4 separate regions of the Mus musculus genome follow, and all the other regions are linked to region 4. The links are chromatin contacts, called in public HiCAR-type and promoter capture Hi-C maps. All regions are on one chromosome and are shown on one strand. The core of a region is the stretch at or near the end of the contact, and the rest is flanking DNA. Distances in the headings are between cores, read along the strand shown.

The links. Promoter capture Hi-C pulls out the DNA fragments that hold promoters and counts their contacts. HiCAR-type assays count read pairs that join an accessible place to other places.
Region 1: a promoter capture Hi-C map of hippocampal neurons shows a contact between it and region 4, with 4 times the contacts expected there. The contact joins the enhancer-like site here to the promoter of Rps20 in region 4. A contact is called at or near these places in 6 of 39 promoter capture datasets (the 3T3-L1 cell line, the HPC-7 cell line, cranial neural crest and 3 more) and 1 of 115 datasets of contacts at active chromatin or transcription factors (large pre-B cells).
Region 2: a contact with region 4 is called in a HiCAR-type map of astrocytes, with 6 times the contacts expected there. The contact joins the enhancer-like site here to the promoter of Rps20 in region 4. A contact is called at or near these places in 3 of 39 promoter capture datasets (the 3T3-L1 cell line, liver and pre-B cells) and 2 of 115 datasets of contacts at active chromatin or transcription factors (astrocytes and large pre-B cells).
Region 3: a contact with region 4 is called in a promoter capture Hi-C map of liver, with 4 times the contacts expected there. The contact joins the enhancer-like site here to the promoter of Rps20 in region 4. A contact is called at or near these places in 5 of 39 promoter capture datasets (cranial neural crest, hippocampal neurons, liver and 1 more) and 1 of 115 datasets of contacts at active chromatin or transcription factors (astrocytes).

The regions. Positions count from the first base shown.
Region 1 is chr4:6,344,525-6,347,323 of GRCm38.p6, reverse strand. No RefSeq gene overlaps it. Among named protein-coding and RNA genes, the nearest start is that of Sdcbp, 20 kb to the left of the region's middle. Within about 2 kb of position 1,418, at least 12 of the 459 cell types and tissues checked have an H3K27ac peak or open chromatin away from gene starts, as enhancers often do. A contact at or near this core is called in hippocampal neurons, where this site is marked.
Region 2 is chr4:6,382,546-6,385,245 of GRCm38.p6, reverse strand. It overlaps Sdcbp (syndecan binding protein), which reads right to left. Exons shown (of 9, transcript NM_001098227.1): 5 at 59-220. Among named protein-coding and RNA genes, the nearest start is that of Sdcbp, 18 kb to the right of the region's middle. Within about 2 kb of position 1,360, at least 101 of the 459 cell types and tissues checked have an H3K27ac peak or open chromatin away from gene starts, as enhancers often do.
Region 3 is chr4:6,426,293-6,429,285 of GRCm38.p6, reverse strand. It overlaps Nsmaf (neutral sphingomyelinase (N-SMase) activation associated factor), which reads left to right. Exons shown (of 31, transcript NM_010945.2): 10 at 765-894; 11 at 2,813-2,884. Among named protein-coding and RNA genes, the nearest start is that of Nsmaf, 26 kb to the left of the region's middle. Within about 2 kb of position 1,700, at least 51 of the 459 cell types and tissues checked have an H3K27ac peak or open chromatin away from gene starts, as enhancers often do.
Region 4 is chr4:3,834,255-3,837,244 of GRCm38.p6, reverse strand. It overlaps Rps20 (ribosomal protein S20), which reads left to right and starts at 1,590. Exons shown (of 4, transcript NM_026147.6): 1 at 1,590-1,761; 2 at 1,954-2,053; 3 at 2,236-2,309; 4 at 2,562-2,990. The coding sequence starts at 1,759. The coding sequence ends at 2,744. It overlaps Gm32823 (a long non-coding RNA gene), which reads right to left and starts at 1,596. Exons shown (of 5, transcript XR_881078.2): 1 at 1,311-1,596; 2 at 370-562. It overlaps LOC115490074 (a small nucleolar RNA gene), which reads left to right and starts at 2,099; the gene lies at 2,099-2,166.

The DNA of each region.
Region 1 (2,799 bases), core at 169-2,668, 2.5 Mb before region 4:
AATGGAACTGGAGAATGATTGTGGGCTAAAAGGAACTGAAAGAGGCAACTTCACTCATGTGTACCGTAGTGCCACCATCATGGACTCGATAGATCAACTGACTTGTCCTTGGTTAGATACCACCATATGGCAGACCTGGAAAAGGCTCTTCTCTCCATTGGCGTGGTCTTGGAGAGTCAAGAAAAAATTGTCTTCACCCGGGAAGGTGATTCATGGGAAGCTCTCAGGCTCACAGCTGCTGATTCCACATTTGCCAGAGAATCAGAAGTTGGCACAGTATCATCATTATAACAACACAGCGTGGTTGCCTTGGGCTGTTTTCAGAATCCAGAGTCCCAAGCTACCAAACCATGGTAGACGGTGAGGCTAAGCAAATACCTCAGACAAAAACGATGGATGTTCATTGTGGGCCCCCCCCCCCCCAGGTGGGAAGTCTTTTGACATCTAGGAAAACAAACAGGAGTCTGTGACAGTCTTTCATGTGACCGGCCATAAACCTTTACTCAGTGTAGGAGTATGAGGGAATGGTAAGGCCAGTGGGTTAGCCAGTATTCTGTAGATACAATGGCCAGGAACAGAAGAGTCTGCTGTATGGCTGTACTGGCAACTAGGACATACAGGCAGCAAGGCCATGGTATAGATAAATGCTCAATGGAAAATGAGACTTCTGAAGGAAGGGATGTTTTCCGGGCAATCCCCAAACAGTAGTGACTGCAATAAGCCTAGTTGGAAGAAGAGCAAGAAGAACCCCCTAATACTTAACAAGTTGACTACATCAGGTGCCTTCCTGTGTCTGACGATTGTGCTTGTACCTTTACAGTACTGATATGATGACAGGTCTCTTGTTTGCTGATCCTATTGCCCAGGCTGACCAGAAGGCAACCACAGCATCTCCTCTAGCCTAAAGTGAACTGTAATACTTTAGGATGAAGAGCCTGATTACTGGTCAAATGTTGTTCTTCTCTATAGTGTAGCTGTGGACGATGGGCTCAAGAACTGTTCCTGTAGGCAGTTCTAATAAGGTGCCTGGGGTATGTGGAATGAAGGGAATAAAGACTGTAAGGGGAAGAGAAAGGTTTAGATATGGCTGCTACTAAATGTCTGTGGAACCATAAGTAAGCAATAAATGCAAGTGGTATATAGTTCTTTATATATAGCCCATTATATGTTAATGGGTTATGTAACTCATTCTGGAAAGAAGCCATTTTGCGGTGATTATGTATAAAATGTCCTTAGGAGCAAGGGCATATGATCTAGCCCTGCATAAATTCTGTCACATCTTCCCTCAGCTGCACATATCACCTTTAATTACTTGGCTCCTTACTAACCTCCATTATTGGCACTCAAGATGGGCTTGTCAACACTGTCTCATCTCCGAGCATCACAGGGAGATGGTAAGTAGTCTATAGATAGTTCAGGATAGGGAAACAGCTGTTCCCTAACTGCTACTCCAGTCAATGGTGATTGCTCTATGCTATTATTAGCATCTTACTTACCCTCACTATGTCTAGTTTATAAAATAATTTATGTTATAGGCCTGCATGGATAGAAAACACATAGTATATAAAGAGGTTACTGCTGCCCTAAATTTTAAAGCATTACAGTGTCCTGAAATGTATCCTATACATGAGGGGATCTGCTGTGATCCCTCAGTTCTTAGCTCTAGCCTCCATCCACCTCCTGGCAGCTATCTCTGTACCAGGGGCAGATGGACAAGGTGCACTGTAGGAGGCCATATGGCCATCTGCCTTTGACTTTGTTCTGCATCATCTTGAGTTTCTCCCCCATGGCCCTCTGTGTTGAGTTGGAGAGTCCCAAGCCTTTCCTTCGCTCTCGTATAGGCAATGCATTGTCTAGCAGCTTCTTGAGAAAGAGACTATAAAGAGACACGCTTAAGGCTTTGCCTCTATAAAGATTTGAGTCTAGATGTTAAATAAAATGAAGCCATGGAAGGAGGCAGGGAGTGAAGCAGGCTAGAAAACCAACCTTGGCTGAAAAATGGTGTTCAGATGTGAAAGGGGAATATTACACCAGTTCTAGTTTTCCTTGAGATTATTCTTGCTTTCTCACTGTAATTTCTTTATAAAACCTCATGGGTCTGACAAAATGCTTTCTACAAAAATACATGCTATAAACAACATGGCAGATGGCACGCACAGGCTGAAAGACAGAACACGGTGCTTAGCGTGTTCTCAAATAGAAGCAGCAAGCAAAAGCAAGGCAGCTATTTAAAAGCATGTCTTAAATAAATTTTTTTTTTTAAAAAAGAGCATGTTCCCTGCCCAGTCTTACTCTGAGATGGCTTTGAAGGCAGGAACTTGTCTCCACATTTTTAAGGTGTGTGTGTGTGTGTTCTGTGTGTGTATTTTAACAGACCAGCTTTATAAAAATTAAAAGCTTGAGTAGTGGACTACTACCTTGTTTTGAAATCAAGAGGGACTCTTCTTCCCCCCTCCTTCTCTCTGACTTTTCCTTGTTTCCTGGCAGCTACCTTATCTGTCAGCACACCTTAGCAATCACAAAACCATCAAGAGACTCATAGCAACTCTTGAATACACTAACACTAAAGGAAGGCACCACCTTAAGCTTTTCTTATGGGCTTGTGTATTGGTGAAGCCTTTTCTGTAATTGTGGACAAAGGTTGTCACTGATTACATGGGGGAGATGCACTGGGGACATCCCATGCATAGGACTCAAACTGTGTTGATAGTATCACATTGTATCATTTCCCCATTTATTAATTTCATGTGAGTCAATTCACATGCCTTAAACACATGATGTTCTGTGATGGTTTCCATT
Region 2 (2,700 bases), core at 111-2,610, 2.5 Mb before region 4:
TAATGATTTGACACTAATATTCTGTGATCTATTTAGATAAATTCAAAAATATACTTACATTATCTATTGACTTAAGTCTGAGCCCAATTTTTCCATCTTGATCCTTACACAAAATAACTTCACGGATCCCTTGCTTAATTTCTGCTCTCCGAATTCCAGCATCGTTACCTGTCACAGGTGCTACCATATAGTTCACACTGGATGGTCTTGCTACCAACTGCTAAGAAAAATACAAATTTGACAGTATTTAGAAACACAGCAATTAACTGGAACACACTCAGTTACAGTTCTTATAAATATTGCTCCATTAACAAATTCCCTCTAGTGAAGTCTGATTCCCACAATAATGCCAGTGGTTTTCTTTCCCCCATTACCCTTGGATAGAGAAAACTCAGTGACTTGTTACTTAAGTCAACTGGTACCCCTGTGTATGGGATCTGCTGCTGAACTGCATCAGCTAGCAACCACATAAGTGACACCAGCTGTCTCAAAAGACTGCATTGCCCAACGAGGTCATGCGACCTTAGACTGGGTAAGTGCACTTCCATGAAGCTGGTGCAGCAGGGAAAGCAAGCATGAATCATTTCTCAGAAGATATTCTGTCGCCAACAACTACACTGCAGTTTGCCTTGATTTCAAACATATTTTCCTAGAACTTAAACGTCACACTAGACTTTTGCAACTTTCTTTTTTCAGGGATTTTCTGTGATATAATCATAAAATTATCAATTTAAAAATAAGTTAATATGAACAAGGCTTTAAGTCAGGAATGAAATAAAAAGACAACATAAAAACATATTAAACTGCTCTTGACAAAAATCTCCGTGTGTACACATTGGGATTAGGAAAACCGAGGCACCAAGAGCAGGGCAGTAGAACTGTGGCTGATCTCATACAGAAGGTAAGTCAGCTCCAAATGGACTCCCAAAGCCATAACTGTGGAGATCTGCACATAAAACTAGGAGAAAACGCAAGACAAATCTCTCAATGACCTTTGTATGTAAGGAGAGCTACATCCGACTTAATGAGATCCTTCACAGCCGGGGTGGGGCCCAGAGGTGGGTCGTTTGAGAACAGCCTCAAAACCTATCTCAAAACAAACAAAAAAGTTCTTCACAACAAAAGCAGCATTCACCAAACTGAAAGCAGCCCATGGAATGGGAGAAGTTATTTGAAAATCATCATGTAGTAAGTGGCAAATATCCAAATGCATAAATAACTCAAAACTCAACAGCAAAAACAGCACACTCAATTTAAAAATGGGCAAAATGCCTACATACAAGCTTTTCCCAAAGATAACAAGAGGGTGGGTGGGTGACAGATCATTTATCATTAGAGAATCACAGCCAGAGAGATGACATCACCACCCCGTGTGTCAGTGTGCTGGGAACAAGCACAAGACTGACTCCAAGTACTACCACTTCATTGTCAGACTCCATTTAATCATAGGGAAAAACAAAATTCAGGTCCCAGACCCTAGGGGAGCTGGGGACTTCCCGATAGCTGAACAGCCTCCATTAAAAGGAAGCAGCTGAAAGCGTCCAGACATCTCCAGGACAACTGCTCCATGTTGCTGGTGGGGTCAAACCAAGTTCATGTTCACAGACCCAAGAACCTCCTCCAATTGGTGAAAACTCCCTTGCTAAGCCTTTATGTCAAAATATGATTGAGCAATGGTACAGCCCGCCGCACTTCTGCTTTACGCTTTCTTCCTTTAAATATGCCCTACAACATCCTTTCAGGCTACTCAATCAGTAGTGGCTTGATTGCAATAAATTTTGTCACCTACATTAACCTGGTGCTTGAGTCAAGTTGAATTTATGTTGGATTTAAACAGACCCCTCAGCAAGTATTATCTATCAAAAAAGACAAAAGTGCTGAAAAACGCAGGGGAAGGTCTAGGGGAAGGTTTAGGAGTACCCAGCCTTTAACGTAGCCAAGATATTTTAAAATTAACTGAGGGGTGTGTGTGTGTGTGTGTGTGTGTGTGTGTGTGTTCCATCCCTGAATCCAAAGAGTTCCTGGGTGTGTGGCTGGAAGCATGCAACCCAACAAGAGCACAGAGCGGTGTAGCCCAAACTCACTGGTACAGTATACCTTCTGTATAAAGCTGTATAAAGCTGTATACCTTCTGTATAAAGCTGGGGGGAAAAACTAAGTGGAACACAAAAGCAAAAACTACACGGTATGTGAAGTGAATTATGTACTAAGTGAAATATATGCTAAGAGAAATGTGCAGAACAAATTAAGTAAACAAAACGATAGAATAAGAACAGAGTATACCACAGAGCCTTATAAATGCAGATACTTCTAAAGTAACTTCAGATTACCTTCAAAGCAAGAAATGTACAAATGGGGAGGGGACACTTGTATGATGCTCACATAAAGGGATCAAAGTATACAGACCTGGGCAAAGGAAGTCAGATACACTGAAATAATAGCTATAATTGGCTTTTTTTCTTTGTTAGAAGATAAATTTTCTATAAACATAGCAACTAGCATTTTTGTTTTCTCCATGCCTCTTTTTACTTTACTGTTGGTTGACTTTACATTTTTTACTTTAAATTTTTTAAGATTTATTTTTATATAATTCATCTATATGTCTGTATTTGCCACTTCTGTGGATGCCTGAAGATGTCATATCCTCTGGGGCTGTCTTCTGGCATAGCAGCAAGCACTGTAGCCACTGAGCCACGTCTT
Region 3 (2,993 bases), core at 451-2,950, 2.6 Mb before region 4:
CAGGGGTCCCTTCGCGTTTTCACATACTCAGAGGAAAGTTTGTGCCAGTGTCACGCCCTGGAAACAAGATTCTTTCCTTAGTTATCTCGGTGCCAGGACTGAGCCAGGCTCCAGCATGATCAGCGCTGCTCTAGCACCGAGCTGCACTTCTAGACCCTGAGATTTACTGTTAATCCAGTTATTTAACAAAGTAATCATCCAAGAATATTGATAATTTAGTTGTTTCCACACTACTTTTTAAATTCACAAATCAGAAATGGAGTTATTTTTTAGTTAAGCATTTTAGGAGTAGAAAAGGCATCTTTGAGTGGTTTTATATGGAGAAATGAAACTGACCTAAAAGCAATTGTAATTATGTGTTCTAACCCTGATAAAGGAAGTGTGCTAAGGGTAGGGTCTTTCTCTGTGGCCCAAGCTCCTGTCTCAGCTTCCTCCTAGTGCTGGCATAAAACGTAGCACCGCTGCTCTTTATGTAGGCTCTAAAAGTCGGTCTTAACAATATAAAAGTAGGAAGTCACATGATGGAGAAAGAGCTTCAGGACTGATCAGTTAGGAGACATTTGTTTCTGTGATATGTAAGCTCTTCAATTAATAAACAAGCCAGGCCTCCATTGTGCCATTTGAAAGCATGTCAACCTTATTTAAGCAGCCACTTGATGACTGTAGTGTTTCGGCAGGTAAGCAAGCTCACTCACACTGAGGTTAAGCCGAGGCAGTGGATTGGTTCCTAACTTTTCTTACTTTTGCTGGAAACATCTTTGCAGGTTCCAAAGTGTTTCTGAAAAGCTGCACATGGAGTGCAAAGCAGAGATGGTAACACCTCTAGTGACGAACCCTGGGCATGTGTGCATTACAGACACCAGCCTGTATTTCCAGCCTCTCAATGGGTACCCGGTACGTAGATCTCGGGGCCATGTTCAGTGCTTGCTTCTGTCTTTCAGCTAAATTTTCCAGGAACCTGATGTTATAGTTACTATGCCCTCACATCTTGGGGAAGGTCAAAGTCGTTTGACAACCCTGTGTAGCAGTGTGGCTTCCTAGTGCCCTGTGTAGTTGGAGTAGATGCACACTCCCCCGTATTTCAGCCATTCTGAAGGACCTTGTACCCAGTAGTGCGTAAAGAAAGTCCGCCCCTCCTGACTATGGATGAGACTTCTCCTCCTGCTGGGAAGCTCGGGGTAAGACACCCAGAAAAGGCTGTGGTGAATGAGAAGCTGATGGTGAGAGGGGGACTGCTTGCTTCTCCTTCACTGCAGACAGTGGGTCTCTGGCTTCCGTGAGTGCTGGTGTAAGGTTCTCACAGCTAGTGTGGCATCATGTATGATGCCACAGTCAGCAGCTGTAGGACCGTCCCCTCCCACCATCTAGGAAATCATCTTCTCTTTGAGAACACTAGACCTAAAACTATGCCAGGAAGTGAACACAAACTCAGATCTCTACACCACACTAACACTAGTAGAGACTCACTGCTTGCTTTTCCAGAGATGGGCCTTTTCTGTGTGGGCCATGCTAGCAGGACAAGTCCCGTCTCTCTGGCCACACAGCTGTGCCGTTTGCAGGGAACCTTAACCACAGGGGGCGGGCATTTTCTGTGGAAGAAGAGAATGCTCTGGAAATTGTCTAGGCTTCATTGGCTCTAAACACCTCACTCAGACATGGTGTCATAACACTTTTGTTCACTAGATGGCGGCACATACTGGGCAAAGCTTCCAATGACATGGCACATGGCTGGCTGGCTTGGTGTTCTCTGATACTGGCTGCTACTGTTACTATTTTTGGTCAGAAACTTGCAGAAAATGTATGGCACCACAGCCTCAGGGGACACAGTGCACATGTGTTTATTCCCAACTCCTGGCCAGGCTTCCTCACTGATGCATAGCCTGGCTTTCCTGTCACCTGGGAGCAGGAATGTTGGAGCTCTGCCCTTTACCTAAGCATACAATATTTTCTAATTTTGACTCTCTCTTATTACTGTTTATTATTATTATTTCAAGTTCCAGAGAATCAATTTTTTTTCCTTTAAAAAAGTAACAGCTTTAATTATGTTTTAATTTATGAGCTTTAATACTCTGTAATATTAAGGAGATGAAAAACATAATTCTTTAAAATAAAAAAGATGATAGGGAAAAGCAAGCCCTAGAGAAACTCAGGGCTGGAGCAATGGTTCAGTAGTTAAGAGCATGTGCTGCCAGCCATGAGGACCAGAGCTAGAACCCTGGCACCCACAGCACATGGCATCCCATGCATCCCAGAAACCTCAGCGCAGAGCTGGGTGGAGACAGGTTCAGGGAGAGACCCTGCCCCAACAGATAGGTGGAGAGAGAGCAAGAGCGAGAGAGAGAGAGAGAGAGAGAGAGAGAGAGAGAGAGAGAGAGCAAGGGGCACCTGATGAATCCTCCTGGCCTTCACATATGAGTGAAGATGCATGTAGCCCTACATACTTAGGTGCCTGCAGACACTCTAAGGTACATCGACAATCAGACAGACAGACAAATAATTTTCTAAAAGAACAGACTTTTTGAATAGCTATTTATGCTCATTCCTGAATGTTCCACACTATACACTAACCCTTGTGATACCTGAAAGATGAAGGTACCATTTTCATCTGAGATTACTGACAAGGGTTAGAAACGTGTCCAAGCTAAATGTGAAACCAGGTATGATTTGTCCAAGATCTCACCTAGGTGTTCACCTGCAGCGCAGTGGGAAGGCAAGGATGGGCTTCTCTTCCTCCCTACTGTAAGATACAACCAAACAGTTTCTAACTGAGCTACAGTTGTGACACTTGACACTGTCTCTGTGCTTTTTAAAGAAACCTGTGGTCCAGATAACACTGCAGGATGTCCGGCGCATTTACAAAAGGAGGCACGGCCTCATGCCTTTGGTGAGTTCGGTTGCCTGTGGGGGAGTCAAGTCTGCAGTGTAGCGGCTGAATGACTTGTAGGCCCCTGCACAGGCCTGGAAGCACACATGTGCAGTCTGTGAGCATGTGG
Region 4 (2,990 bases), core at 341-2,840:
ATTCTAGAGGCAGAGACAAGAAGATCTCTGTAAATTCCAGAGCGGCCCAGACTAAAGTCTTAAAAAAAAAAAAAAAAAAGAAAAAAAAAAAAAAAGCAGACACTCAGGAGGCAGAGGCAGAGGCAGAGGCAGGTAGATCTCAGGGTGCAGGCCAGCCTGGTCTACAGAATAATTTCAGAACAGCCAGGGCTACACAAAGGAACTCTACCTCACACAAAAACAAAGCAGAACAAAACAAATAGTCAAGAAAGGAAAAGAAAAACAAAGTTAGACTTTTTTCTGATGTTAAGTCTACTAGTAGTCTAAGAGGTCAATGGATTATATTTAAAAATAATTGAACTCGAAAACTCCCCTAACTTTAACACTTACCTAATTGTTCAATGACAGCAAAACTTCATGTACACTGTGAGTCAGAAAGCCAGTTCCTAGTTAGGTCGAATCCCGACCAAGCAAGTGAATCGGTGCTGGCGCTCCCAAAGCTCAGAAGAACATGGCTTAGGGAGTTCTCCTTGGAGGGGAATCAGTGCTCTGGGTTTGGCAACTCGGAGCAAGTAACTTTCACCTACAAAATAATGTTATTTCCTCCTGTGTTGTCTGTAACCCACCTCCAGGCTTACATTCTATTTGACCTTGCGCAGTGGGTAGTGTAGATTAATCTGCACCATCCTCTGCGTCCTAGGACATTTGACCTGAGGACATTTGGCTTTCTTTCTGCTGTACGCAGACACTAATTTTATTATGAACAACTGCTCCGTTCTAAGGAGTCCCCGGAGGTCTCAGCCATCATAACATAGCAGAACGGAGCTCCATCGCAACATAGAGAAGAGAATATTAAAACTGGGTAGATGGGTTCCAGGCCAGGCTGCAGGTACAATGCCCTGTGACCCCACAGAGCACTGGGACTAGAGTTCTGCCTTCACTTAATTGAACTAACTGAAGCTAAACCTGGGTTTCCAGCAGATATAGACGTTTCCAATATTCCTGGAAGCCCAAAGCCAAAATATCACAAAAGGGCATTTCAGCTCCGAAAAGCAGTTTCCGAATAATTTTTAGAATATAAGCTTAGTAATTAATGGGGGGTGGGGGGGAGGTGGGGTGTGTGTGTGTGTGGGGGGGGTGCCACAGCTCTCGTCAGAAGACAAGTTTCCGAAAACCACTATCTCCTTCTACAAGGATTCACAAGATTGAACTCAGGGTGTCAGCTCATGGATGGAGTGCGTTTTCCTGCTAAGCCCTGACTTCTGTCTTCAGCACCAAGTAAATAAATGCCCTGTCACGATCATTCTTCCCCAAGGTCCGTGTCAGCTAACCTCAAAACAACTCTTCCCTTGTCAGACAAAAGCAAGCTGATCGAGTATGCATGCGAAGCATATTTCGCACTGTAAAGACCGTAGGTGCTTGTGCAGAGAGCACCTGGCATGAGTTTTCTCCGCTCCAGCTTCGTCTGTCCTCCGAGTCAGGACAGGGACTCCGCCGAGAGGCCAGAGGGCGCGCGCGCGTCCTCGCCTTTCCCGCCAACTAGGCGGGGACGCAGCCCGGCCTCCCCCACGGCGACCTCTTCGCGGGCGGGGCGGTTCCTGTTCCGGGTCACAAAGCACCCGGATGCGCACGTGCTTTATAAGCGCCCGGCGCCGTCCGGCCCCTCCTTTCTGAGCCCCGGCGGTGCGCGCTACGGAGCTCGGCCAGCCTGCTCCGTCCTGACTCACCGCTGTTCGCTCCTGCTGAGGAACAAGTCGGTCAGGAAGCCGCGCCTCAGCCATGGTGAGGTGGGGGGCGTCGCCACGCGGCCTGGGGCGTCGGCGGGGCTCGACTTGCTGGGGCGCCGGGAGCGCAGAGCCCGGGAGAGGGCTCCCGCCGCGGCGAGGGCCCGGGAGAGGGTCCTCATGGCGGTTGTGTAGGAGTGGGCCTCCACTTACGGGTCGCTGTTTGTTTTTCCCGCCTGGGTGATAACAGGCATTTAAAGATACCGGAAAGACGCCCGTGGAGCCCGAAGTGGCGATTCACCGAATTCGAATCACGCTCACCAGCCGCAACGTGAAGTCGCTGGAGAAGGGTCAGTACGATGCTCGGGGTGGCTTGGTGATCGCTGGGGCGCGGTCGGCGATGAGGAGATACCAACCGTATTGAGTTATAGTGATATTTCTTATACGCTATTCTGAGCCGATAGGCGAACTTGTTTAAAACGCCTCGAGTCATTCTGAGTTAACTGAAAGACCATGCTTTCTTAACCCGCAGTTTGTGCGGACTTGATCAGAGGCGCCAAGGAAAAGAATCTGAAAGTGAAAGGACCGGTGCGCATGCCTACCAAGGTAAGGGACAGGTAGACTCGAGTACTGGTAGACTGGTGGGGAGGGGGAAGGTCAGAGTTTGATTGCCAAATAAATTCAGAGATTAAATTTACATTCCTAAGAATACAAGTTATTAGGGGCCAAATGTCTGGTGGCGATTGAGTATGATACCTTTCTTAAAGCAAACTCCAAAACTCTCTAGTAAAGGTTGCTGAAACCTGTTAACATACAGAGAAAATGGTTCAGAAATGGACTAATTTTGTTTTATTGCAGACTTTGAGAATCACTACCAGAAAAACACCTTGTGGTGAAGGTTCCAAGACCTGGGATCGATTCCAGATGAGGATCCACAAGCGACTCATTGATTTACATAGTCCTTCTGAGATTGTTAAGCAGATTACTTCCATCAGTATTGAGCCGGGAGTTGAGGTTGAAGTCACCATTGCAGATGCCTAAGACAACTGAATAAATCGTCTTAATGGTCAAATTTTGCTGGCTTTTGTTCAGGTTTTTTTTTTTTAATTCATGTTTATGAGTGTAAATGTGTGTGTCACAGGGGTGTCAGATGTTCTTTGAACCACCATGTAGGTGCTGGAAACCCAACCTGCATCCTCGGAGAGAACAGGTTCCTTAACCACTGAGCAAGTACTGAAGCATTAAACTGCTTTTAAAAATGAAGGTGTGCTAACAGATTGGTCAGGT